2 separate regions of the Mus musculus genome follow, and region 2 is linked to region 1. Evidence: chromatin contacts called from public Micro-C data. All regions are on one chromosome and are shown on one strand. The core of a region is the stretch at or near the end of the contact, and the rest is flanking DNA. Distances in the headings are between cores, read along the strand shown. Region 1 overlaps Cntnap2 (contactin associated protein-like 2). Region 2 holds the start of Cul1 (cullin 1).

Evidence for each region. A called contact is a pair of places that touch in the nucleus more often than the background predicts.
Region 2: a Micro-C map of embryonic stem cells shows a contact between it and region 1, with 1.9 times the contacts expected there. The contact joins the promoter of Cul1 here to the enhancer-like site in region 1. A contact is called at or near these places in 5 of 39 promoter capture datasets (the 3T3-L1 cell line, hippocampal neurons, neural stem cells and 2 more), 2 of 484 Hi-C or Micro-C datasets (embryonic stem cells and palatal mesenchyme), 9 of 115 datasets of contacts at active chromatin or transcription factors (acute myeloid leukemia, bone marrow-derived macrophages, embryonic midbrain and 6 more) and 1 of 9 other capture datasets (liver).

Annotation. Positions count from the first base shown.
Region 1 is chr6:47,292,808-47,298,182 of GRCm38.p6, reverse strand. It overlaps Cntnap2 (contactin associated protein-like 2), which reads right to left. Exons shown (of 24, transcript NM_001004357.2): 23 at 1,384-1,464. Among named protein-coding and RNA genes, the nearest start is that of Gm35280, 38 kb to the right of the region's middle. Within about 2 kb of position 3,527, at least 10 of the 459 cell types and tissues checked have an H3K27ac peak or open chromatin away from gene starts, as enhancers often do. A contact at or near this core is called in embryonic stem cells and intestinal villus epithelium, where this site is marked.
Region 2 is chr6:47,450,669-47,456,632 of GRCm38.p6, reverse strand. It overlaps Cul1 (cullin 1), which reads right to left and starts at 2,314. Exons shown (of 22, transcript NM_012042.4): 1 at 2,150-2,314.

The DNA.
Region 1 (5,375 bases), core at 2,278-4,777:
AAATATTCAAGAAGAGGTAAGCATTCCAAATGTGGACCCATCTGATAGAATTTCAAAACAACAAAGTGAGAACTGTAAGAATCAGACCCATCTGTGACCACAGCTAGACACTGCAGCCCTCTTTTGCTTTGTAATAGAAAGAACCACTAAACATAAAATCAATAAAAATGTATAGGACCTGTACAACATGGAGTCAGGTTTGTTAACAAACTGTAGATTGTGAAAAAAGTATTTATGATGTCTGTCTGACAAAGGACTTGTATATAGCATACAAGCTCTTTCTAATCAATAGTGAGAAACAAAACAAGTAATTAAGGAGGTGGAGAAAGATTTCAAGACAGCTCACAAAATTTATATGACAATTAACATATGAATAGACACTCAGCATCACTAGTGATGAGATTACCGCACATCAAAAAGCACAGTGACATCGCGACTCATCTACCAGAGTGGTTGAGTAAGAAGGCTGACAGCAGTGAAAGTTGGTGAGACTGTTGAGCACCTGGTCTTTTAGATATTGATCATAGGACTGTGAGGTGGTTGGATCATTTTGGAAAGCTGCACGTTAATGTCTTACAAAGCTAAAGATCTACTTACTTTAATATCTTAGTGATTGAATTTCTAGGCATTATCAAAGAAAATGGATACTATGTCTGCCTAAGATGTGTGCAAGATTTTTCATAGTAGTTTTACTCATAATAACCCAAATATGGAGACAATCTAGCAATAGGTAAGTAGATAGAACAAAGGACATCATATTCATTCAATAAAATGCAACTTGTCAAGAGAAAGAAATGCTATTGATAGACAAAACAGTGTGGACAGATCTAAAAAAAAAAACAAAATATTATGCAATGAAAAGGAAGACAATTTTTATACCAGTTATTGAAACCTTGGAGGAGCAAAAGGATTAGATGGGGTTTAAAAGAAAGTGGTTATAAAAGCAGCTGAGAAGTCTTTTTAGGATGATGTGTTCTGTATGAGTGTATGAACTTAATAGTCACTGACCTGTGTCGTGCATAGGTTCATATGATGAGTTTATCTTAAAAAAAAGCCAAAATTAATAAGGATAGGGACCTTGATGAGGCTATAATTGAACTTGGGATAATGTCATTTAGCTACCTATTTAAATATATTTTATTTATGCGTATGTGTTTGTCTGTGCATGAGTATGGGCATATGCATGTGGGTGCCTATGAAGGATTCCCTGGAGCTGGAGTTACAGGCAGTTGTGGGCAGTCTGATGTGTGTACTGAACTTGTGTCCATCTGGAAGAACAGTATCTGCTCTTAACTGCTAAGCCATCTCTCCAGCCCCATTTGTTTTAAATTGCTTTTTTCCAGGTGAGTAGCTGCTAGAAAGTCTGTTCTACGTCCTACATACCTCCAATGATAGCTGAGTTTCTGTTGACTCCATTTCTTATAGCTTGGCCTTGTCCTGGGTTATATGGGAAATCAGCACTGGCTGTGGAGAAAGACAGAGAGAGGGAAGTAGAAGAGTCAAATGCACCAAAGAATTTCATACTTATTTCTTCATACAACTCTTTGACACTGTTCATTTCTACAAATGAAATTTCTACCACGTCAGATGGCCCCAAACCTTGCTATTGTCTTGTAGTATCCAAAATGAATTCAAGACCACCCAGTACCTTCCCCCTTAGAAAAGGACTTTCCAAACTGTACTAGCAGGCCAAGTTCAGAGCCAGATAAGGAAGCTGGCTGACTAAACAAATGTAAAAAACATAGTTTTAGTGGTCAAAATGACTAAGTCTACAGTTGTCAAAATAATATTAGCTGTCTCAGAGAAATAACCATACCAAAAATAACAGTTCTCAGAAAAATCCCCCTACCTCACCCTACACTGAATTCTGACAAAAACAAAAACAAAAACAAAAACAAAAACAAAACACAAATTATCCTGACCTTGCTGGAATTCCCTGTGACATTAATAGCTGTGATGTTAATAACTGACCCATAAGTTCAAAATGTACTATTGCTTTGCTGACCATATCATAGTAACCCACCATGGGGGCAAGCAAAGTGAGTCACTAGGCCAGAGGTAGTCACTATGCAAACAGACCAATGCCTGAAAAGGTTACTTGCTACACCAATTAGAATAAGCCAGTTACCCTGTTGCTCAAATCTGCCCCTTACAAAAGTATAAAAAATTTCTTCTTTCTTTGTTCTGGGTCTCTCCTCTGGCCTGCGTGCTGAGAGGGGAGTCCCCAACATGTTGGATCAATTAAAAATCCTCATGCAGTTTTCAGCGATGGCAGTCTCTATGGTCTTTGTGAGTCAGGGTCTTTTGACGAACTCTAACAGTCTCCCACAAACATTCAAGAAATCCCCACCCCCATTTTTGCTGTTTCTTTTTGTACAAGTTCCAATGTTATATGGCTCATTTATGGGCAATGTTAGAGAATCTTAGAATGTTCTGAGGCAGCTGGTCCCTGATCTGCTGATAAGTGTATGATTAGAATAGTTATCTTAGGGTGTCCTCCAGTGGTTGCTTTCAAGACAGTGAGTCCAGAGACACTCAAACCCTGGATGTAATTTGGGAGCATATGACCTTCATAATCCTCCTGTATGATTTAAACAGTCTCTAAATTGCTGATAATACTCTATGGACTTTAATGACATTTTCCAAGCCACTTTACTGTACATTTATTGTTGATGATGTTTTTGTTTTTGTTTTTGTTTTTGTTTCAGGGTTTTTGTGTGTAATACCCCTTGCTGTCCTGGACTCAATTTGTAGACCAGTCTGGCCTCAAAGTCACAGAGATCTGCTTGACTCTGCCTTCTGAATTCTGGGATTAAAGGCATACACCACTTGGACCAGTATAGAACATTTTAGAAGGGACTATTTTTGTTTGTTTGTTTGTTTTTTGTTTTTTTTTAAATTTTTTTGTTTATTTGCAGTTCTTTTAATTCAACCCGTAGGACCTACAGACACAGAAACAGAGGGCTTGTTTTCTCATGTTCTGCTGAGATATGTCTTCCACCCACTTATATTCCATACATTATGAACAGTTTGGGTTTATATGCTGATGAGATTTTTACAGCACCCATTATTTGTTCAAAAGTAATTGCTTCTTTAATATTTAGCATGGCTTTGATAAAGCAGTAGACCCTTCAGGAATGTGTAACAGGCTTAAAGTTCAGAAACACTGAGAGGAATGTTAATGGCTTAATTTTCTATTTCTTTCCTGCTTAAAAAATAGAACAAAATTTATATGTTTCTCAAAGATGAATTCCATGTAGCACTCCAAAGACAAATAGATTCTGAAAAACCTTTCTCAGGTCAGTGGAGCATCTATAATAAGTAATTCATACAAGCAAATTTCGTTTCTTTTTAGCAGGACTGGGTATAAAACCAATGGCCTTGTACCTGCCAAGCAAGGTTCTGCCATTGATCTACATTCCCAGACCCTTCCAGCCCACGGATAGATTTGCAAGGGTTGGGCTTCCACTTGAGCAGTTCAAGCAGACTTATCTCCCTATGGAGCTAACTTTTCCTCCAGTAGATGGAGCAGAGAATCAGATCAATGCCTGCTGGATGGTGCCAAGTCACTGTGAGAAACATTTCCAAGGTCTGTACTGGTATGATAAACAGAGAGACCAGTGTTACCATTCAGGTAGTGAAAGAGTAGTAAACTCAGTGCTCCAAGGTATGCTAATCATAAAACAGATAGTGACATTCCTCCACCCACTCACTTCCTGAGTTCAAGGAGTATTCATTCAAAGAAAGTCACCCTGACCATTACCGGAAGCTGCAATGCAAATGTGCTATTGTTAGGGGCTCTTAGAAGCTGTCTTGAGAGTTAACAATTACCAGGTATTCCTTGTGACACCTGTGACTTTGTACTTCCTTGTGACTCTTATCTGGTATTTTTGGTATTTTCCAACAACGCCCTTCCCACCTCCTTGAGTTGTGGTTTTTCTCCTTTAAATACCCCCTTACTCAGCTACTCGGGGCGCCACAGTCCTCTACCCCTGCGTGGTGTATGACCGTGGGCCCAAGAGCGCTCTTGAATAAAAATCCTCTTGCAATTTGCAACAAGACCATTTTCTCGTTGGTGATTTTGGGGTGTCGCCTCTCCTGAGTCAGAACGTGGGGGGGTCCTCACGTTGTGGGTCTTTCAGTAGAACCTTGCTGGGGACTCAGTTCATAAGGCTAATTTATCCCTGGGTATAGAAAGCTAAGAATCTTTAGGACAATGACAAAAAGAGTCAGAGACCTTTCTCTTCCCATCTCCTTAGAAATATGTGAATGAAATGTGGGATTTCATATTTTCAACTAGCAGGTGTGATTTAGTTTTCTCTCTTAGATTCATTTAAAAATTTTTAAAATTTGTTTTGTGTATGTGTGTATATGTGGATACAAGCATTCAAAGATGTACTGGTGGAGTTAGAGGACAACCTGCATGAGTTGGTTCCTTCTTTCTACCAATGATTAAACTCAGGTGGTCAGCCTTGACAACAAGTGGCTTTACTCCCCGAGGTGTATCACTGGTCCCAGACATGACAGGTTTACCTAGGATCAGAGAAAATTTTCTCTCTTGGATTTGTACATTGCTAATCTTTTTGATCATCAGCATCATTCAAGCCTGCTGACTCTGCTAGCCATAATCTCTGACAAACATATGAGTGAAAGAAAATTTATTTCCAAATCCTCAGGATTCTTCAAACTCTTCCAAGTCTTTAATTGTGCATGCAAAAAGTGCCTTTGATAGAATTTGTTTATATTAACTGGCTTAATCCTAAATCTAGATATCTTTGAAAACAATTCAGTTTGCTTCTTCTCCTAATGGTTTCCCTCCAGTTCCATCTCAGTTTAATATTTTTCCGGGATAGATAGCATTGATTTAAGATTTCAAACCAAGAAGGCAAAGATCAACCATGTATAGGCTTATCACTCTGTGGTGATTTGAATGAGAAATGTGCCCCATAGGCTCAGGTATTTGATCACTTGACACCCCCATCCCCTCCCACCCCCCCACACCCCCCAGTTAGTGGCACTATTTGGAGAGGTTATATAACTTTTAGGACATGAAGACTTGCTGGAGGAAGTACATCACTGGGTGTGGACTTTGAGAGTTAATAGACTCATTCCACTTCCAGTTCACTCTCTCTACTCCCTTCATGCAGTTGAAGATGTGATTTCTCAGCCTGCTATTTTGGACTCTCCCTGTGCAACTGAAACATAAAATCATCCTTTCTCTTGTGGGGAGCTGAGGAAACCTCCAGTGAATATATAAAGAATAAATGAAGCTCTGACTGAGTAGGTATTGTTGAAAGGTCATGCCCATGTTATGCCTCAAATCTACAGGAAATTGACAAAGCCTTCCTCCTGGGTCAAGCTCAGAGGATGGAAAA
Region 2 (5,964 bases), core at 1,065-3,564, 160 kb before region 1:
CAACTGGGCTGGACTATCTTCCCAGCAGGTAACAGCCTTAAATACTAACCGGCTTTACTTCAAAGGCAAAGGGGTAAACAAACTTGTTTTTTAAAAAAATACTGACTCCTTAAATTAGAATGATTAATTTTAATTTTACAAACTGTTTAGATTTCCACAACTAAAGAAACCCTCAACCATTTTTTCCCTAGGATACAGTATGTAGTTATGCAGGTGGAAGGGGGACACAAGAAAAATAACAGTTTTCACTCTAGGGAAGCATGCAACATAATAGTAAACTTGCACTTTTAACAAGCTCAGCAGCAACAGTGACTATGTTTTCTGCAGCCAAAATGAAGGGGAGTAGTAAAACCCTAGGATTAGTCCAAAAAAGAAAAAAAAAATCATTCATGGTACCAGCAAGATCATGTTCTGTTATCTGAGGGTTACAAAGTAAAGGACTTAGTCTGTGTCTTCAATGATTTCATAGTCACATGTATGGGAAATAAGCCTGCACTGACAAAATTAATTAGCGCAAGAAGGTGGAGTTCCCTGAACAACAGAGTCTATGTAATATCTAAAGACACCTGGCCAAATTAGCTCAGACTTCAGATGTATGTGACATACTAGGAATTTGGGCCACACCTTCCAGGGCCTGACCATAAGACTCAGGAAAGATGTATCTTACAAACACCCTAGCCTATCTAAAATTGGTTGTCTTTTGGGCAAAACAGTTTTTTAAAGATGATGCCAACAGGGAGGAAAGAGAAAGGTTAGCATTTTTAGAAAGCACTTTGGTCTTTTCTCCCAGGCTTAAGGCTTAGTAAATGCTCCCCAAAACCTCCAAAAATGGGCAGAATAGAAGATAAAACAAGCCAGTGTTGTGTTGCATACTCAGAATTTAAAATGAGCTATAACTGTTTCAACTTACTATGGGAAGCAACAAATACAAGTTTTAAGTAAAAAGAGAAATCTTAAAGCCTTCTCAAACAAAGAAAGACCTCATATCCTTATTTTCCTCAACTACACTGGCTTCTTCAGAGTGTTAGGTTTAGGTCCTAAAAATTGAAGTAAAAGGAGCTTAGTTCCTCTTTTGTCACCCCAGTGCCTTTCTAAAACAGTAATCATTTATTCCATTCTTAGCTTTTGGCTGTTTTAATGCTACTCCAGCAAAGAGCAAGTACACACAGGGCAACTAAAAGCACTTGAACAACTTGACTGCATTTCGGCATGCGTGCCCGTCCCACAAACCCCCAACGACTGTGAACTAACCACAAGTATCAACAGTGACCTCTCAGAAAAGGGGAATCCTCCTTTTTTGGCATACCTAGCTCCCTTAACTTTGGGGCTTAGGCTCAAGGAATGAGAGTGCAAGTGTTCCTTGCTTTCTTAGTTATCTCCTGAGTAACAACACAGTGCACAGGTGACAGAAAGAGGGGGTTCTCAGGGCCACGCGGGATTTAAGAATAGAGGCCCGCAGAGTCTACAGCCCCCGACTCAGTCCTCCTGGCCCGGTGCCGGGTTACCTTTGGGGTCAGAGCGCGCGCTCCCGCCGGGACCGGGGACGCGCCGAGGCCGCCGCACAGGGAGGGCCCAGTTCGACTGAGGAGAGCTGGCGGACGCCCGGGGGCTCCGTTCCTTTGGAAAAGCACACCGCATCCCGGCGCGCCTTGCTCGGCCACGCTCCCAGAGAGAACGGAGCCCGGCACCACTGTTACCCAATAATCATGCCCCGCACCGTCGCAACAATGAGTGCCCCCGGATCCCCGAGAGCACGAGTCCCCCGGCCCTGAGCCACCCCGGCCAAGCGGAACCCCCAGGGCCGAGGGGAAGGGAGGGGTGGCGCGTGAGGCGCCGAGGTCGGCGCCACAGGCCGCGGTGAGTCCGGCTTTTTCCCAGTGCGTAGCCAGGGCCTGGCCCTGCGAGTCCCGGCCCAGGCCGAGCCTGGCCGGCCGGGTGACTCAGGCCGGGCCTGGCCGCTCCGCTCCGCCCTCGGCGTCCTACGCCCACGACTTCTCCGGCCCGGCCGCCATTCCGCCTAGCCGCGGCGCGGCGCCTCAGGCCTCGCCGGCAGCCCGGGCTCGGACGCCGCGGCCCGAGTCACTGCGACGCCGCGGCTCCGCCGTGGCCTGCGCTGCCTCCCGCCACCGCGGCCCGAGCCGCTACTCACCCGCATCTCCGGGCGCCCCCCGACGCTCGGGCGACGGCGTGTAGTGCTCGCGGGGCCCGCCGAGGTCTGGCCGCGTCCCTCAGCGCCCGGGCTGCCCCGCCTGGAGCTGCGTGCGACACGGCGCCCGCTCCTCCTCCTCCTCCCCTGCCCGCCTGCCGGCCCTCCTCCTCCCGCCGCCGCCGCCGCCGCCTGCACCACGCAACCTCCGCCCTCTCGCCGTCCCTCCGCCGCTCCCCGCCCTCCCGGCTTCACCGGCTCTGGCGACCGCGGGGCGAAGCCGTGGGGGAGGGAGGGCCGGAACGCACCGCCATCGGCGTCCGGGGCGGGGGAGCCAAGAAACCGTCGCCGCCATCGCCGGGCCTGCGGCGGCGCGGGAGGGGCACGGAAACGGCCCCCCCAGAGGCCCTGGTCACCCGCTTCGTGGCCAGGACCCGCTTCGCGCGGGCATTTCTACCTGCGAGCCATGGCCTCTGCTTCCCAAACGCCGAGCCGGGTCCTGCCGGACGAGCGGAATCCTCCGCCAGGTTTTCCCGCCGCCCTCGCGTCGGGGCGGCCTCTCGAGTGCCGGCTTCCCGCCACTTCGGACTTCTCGTGGAGACCGAGCCGAGGCTGGGGGCTCTGACCTCTGAAGACACTTCCGGAAGCGGCTGTGGGAGAGGGGCTTTGAGCTCCCCTGCCCCTCCCCTCCATGCACCTCCCGGGAGCTGACATGGGTCCCAACTGCACTGATCCTGGCTGGTGTCTCCTGTCCTGGAGTTGAACCAGAGGCAGTATCCCCAACCGTGAGATGAGAAAGTCAAATGGGCAGGCGGACTCAAGAGAAAAGTGCTACTGCTTCACCGACCCCCCTTTCTACCTGCAGGCCTTGGAGATCCTCCTGCGGAAACCTCCAGCTTGCCCACATACCCACGTGGATGTGTGTCTCCCTCTTTAATACTTTTCAGCAGTGGCCTCCCTTCCTTCTTGAGAGCCTTTTTTCACTTTCACTGTATATGGTTTAGTTAGGGAGAGTTGGGAGTTGCGATTCCAACCTGGGATGGCATGAAGTAGTATTCTTACATCTAGAATAATCTCACCCATTGGAAATCAGCTGCTGTCATCTTGTGCTTTGTAATATTCAATTGTAAATTTGGCAACACCCCTAGCCACAGGTGAGAGGCTGGAGAAAGAATGGATTTACCCCATACCTTGTTAGAGGCAGCTGTTTTAATATCCTAGCTTAGATCTGCCATTTAATTCTGTGAACTAGCAAGGGAAGATTTTCAGTTAGCTCATCATCTGGGCCAAAGATGTATTTGATGTAACTTCTGTAACTTTTCACCAAACTAGAACACCACAGAGATTCTTTCTAATGCACCATTTCGGGGCAGAAATCCTCAGCAGACCTGACAGGTCTCAAATCCACAACTTGAGTAACCCGTGCTTCCTCTCAAAAGAAAGTCCCACTGGTGTGTAGTCCAGCAGTTCTCATTCTGTGGATGGACACCCGTTGGACAAACTTCTATCTCCAAACACATTTACATTACGATTCATAGCAGCAAAATTACAGTTATGAAATAGCAACAAAAACCATTTTCTGATTGGGGGTCACCTGGTGAACTGTATTAAAGAGTCACAGCATTAGGAAGTTAAGAACTGCTGGTTTAGTGTCTTCTATCGAACTGTAGCTTTTTGTCAACATCTATTAAGTATTTTTTAGAAGTGTTGTTTCTGCATGTGTATACCAAATTATATTATCTTTACGTTTGTCTGGGGAAAAGGTTTTTAATTTGTTTTATGTCAAACACCTCAATAACTCATTCAAAAGAAACATGTTTTTAGTAACTTTTCTGTAGACATATGGTAAGGGTGGAGATAAATGTAAGGCTTGTTCCTTGTATATTTTGGCTTTCATTTTAAACTGGATTCCCATGTATTCATAGAAAACAGTTTACTTCCTCTCTATATTTCCTAATCTGTTGTCTTCAGTCTCACCAGTCTATATGGTCTCCTTTCCTGTGATTTTTCACCTCTGGATATGAGTTTGTATGTCAACTTGAGGGTTTTCTCCAACCCATTTTGCCTTAATACAAGTATTTAATCTATCTGAATCCACTCCCTGATTCGCCCTGCCTCCATTCCTTGTTTTAAAGTATCTTATTTACTGTCAATACTATCATTTTCATTGATTTGTTCATTCACCTGTGTCCACTTTGCAACCAGGTGGCATCTGTTCTGAGCAGATAACCCTACCTAACAGGATAAAAAGATATAATAGTAACTTTCATGCTCAAAACACTCTTCATCTTCTCTGTCTCAGCAAAATGGATATCTCTTTGGATGAGCCAGTTTGGAAAGAGAGTGACACCAGAATCAAAGCTCAAAACTGTCCCAAAGGTCTTTATCAGGACAAAGTCAATGGGATTAAAATCTCTTTGTAAATTAGAAACAATAATGAACTGGAAAAAACGCAAGTTTTAGATTAGCTATTTTTAAAATAGCTATTTTTAAAATACCTCATTGCTAGCTTCCCATGTGTGCCTTCAGGTATGGGTTGGGGTGCAGGATTTTTTCTTAAGTTTGCCAGTTTTTTTTTTTTTCCAGTATTTTGCTGGAAGAACATTGAAGCCTGCTCACAGCATGTTTACTACTCAGATTGAAGAGTACTGAGTCACTTGAACAACCATAGGAACTATTATTTCTAAGACTTGGGTAAGAAACTAGTCTGTGGAAAGTAAATGGGTTTCACAGGTTTGTGAATTACCCAGAGACATAATTGCAAACTTCAGATCTAAGACCCAAACTTGGAAGGAAAAGAGCAAAACCAGAAGCTGACACTACCAGAGTTTATATTTGTGTGAACCATTTTTAACTGGGTAGGCTTGAGCAAGTTATTAAACTTCTCAGTGTTTCATCATCCTCTGATATGGAGGTGATAATAGCTCAAGGAATGTTAGCTAAACATTGATATTTCTGATGATAATAAAGACCCAGAACCTGAATTTGGGAACCACTCCATGTTCCTTCTGTCCAAGTTTTTAAAGTTATAATCCTACAATGTTTACTATGCTTTATATGTTCTAATGAACTTAATTTGTTTTTAGGCTGTGTAATTTTTAATTTTTTTCTTTTTTTTTTTTTGATTTTTCGAGACAGGGTTTCTCTGTACAGCCCTGGCTGTCCTGGAACTCACTTTGTAGACAAGGATGGCCTCGAACTCAGAAATCCACCTGCCTCTGCCTCCCGAGTGCTGGGATTAAAGGCGTGAGCCACCACACCTGGCAATTTTTAATTTTTTATGGGTATGTGTTGAGAGACTCTCTTGTGCACTGTATAAAAGCAAAACCTGCAATTGCATGTATAAGTGTGTTGCCTTCACATATATGTATTATCTGTGCATGCGTACCTGGTACTGAGAAGACCAGAAGAGAGTGTTCAAGCCCCTGGATCTGGAGTTACAGACACTTATGAGTTACCATTTGTGTGCTGGGAATAGGACTCATGTCCTCTGCAAAAAGCTCTTAATTCACTGAGCCATCTCCCTAGCCTTCAACGTAATTGTTATAAAAGGATTAGGCTGGGCATAATGACAAATGCTCTTAATCTCAGGAGGCAGAGAAGGTATATCTTTGTGAATTTAAGGCCAGCCTATATCACAAAACTGACCAGGGGTCGGTCAGTCAAGTAAATGAGATTTTTTAAAATATATATTTATTTTTAATTGTGTATACAATTTTGAAGACATTTTTGATTACTTATGTATGTATTTGGGGTGTATGAGTATGTACATGTAAAATCAGGTATCTGTTGAGGTCAGAGGTATCTAATCCCTGGAG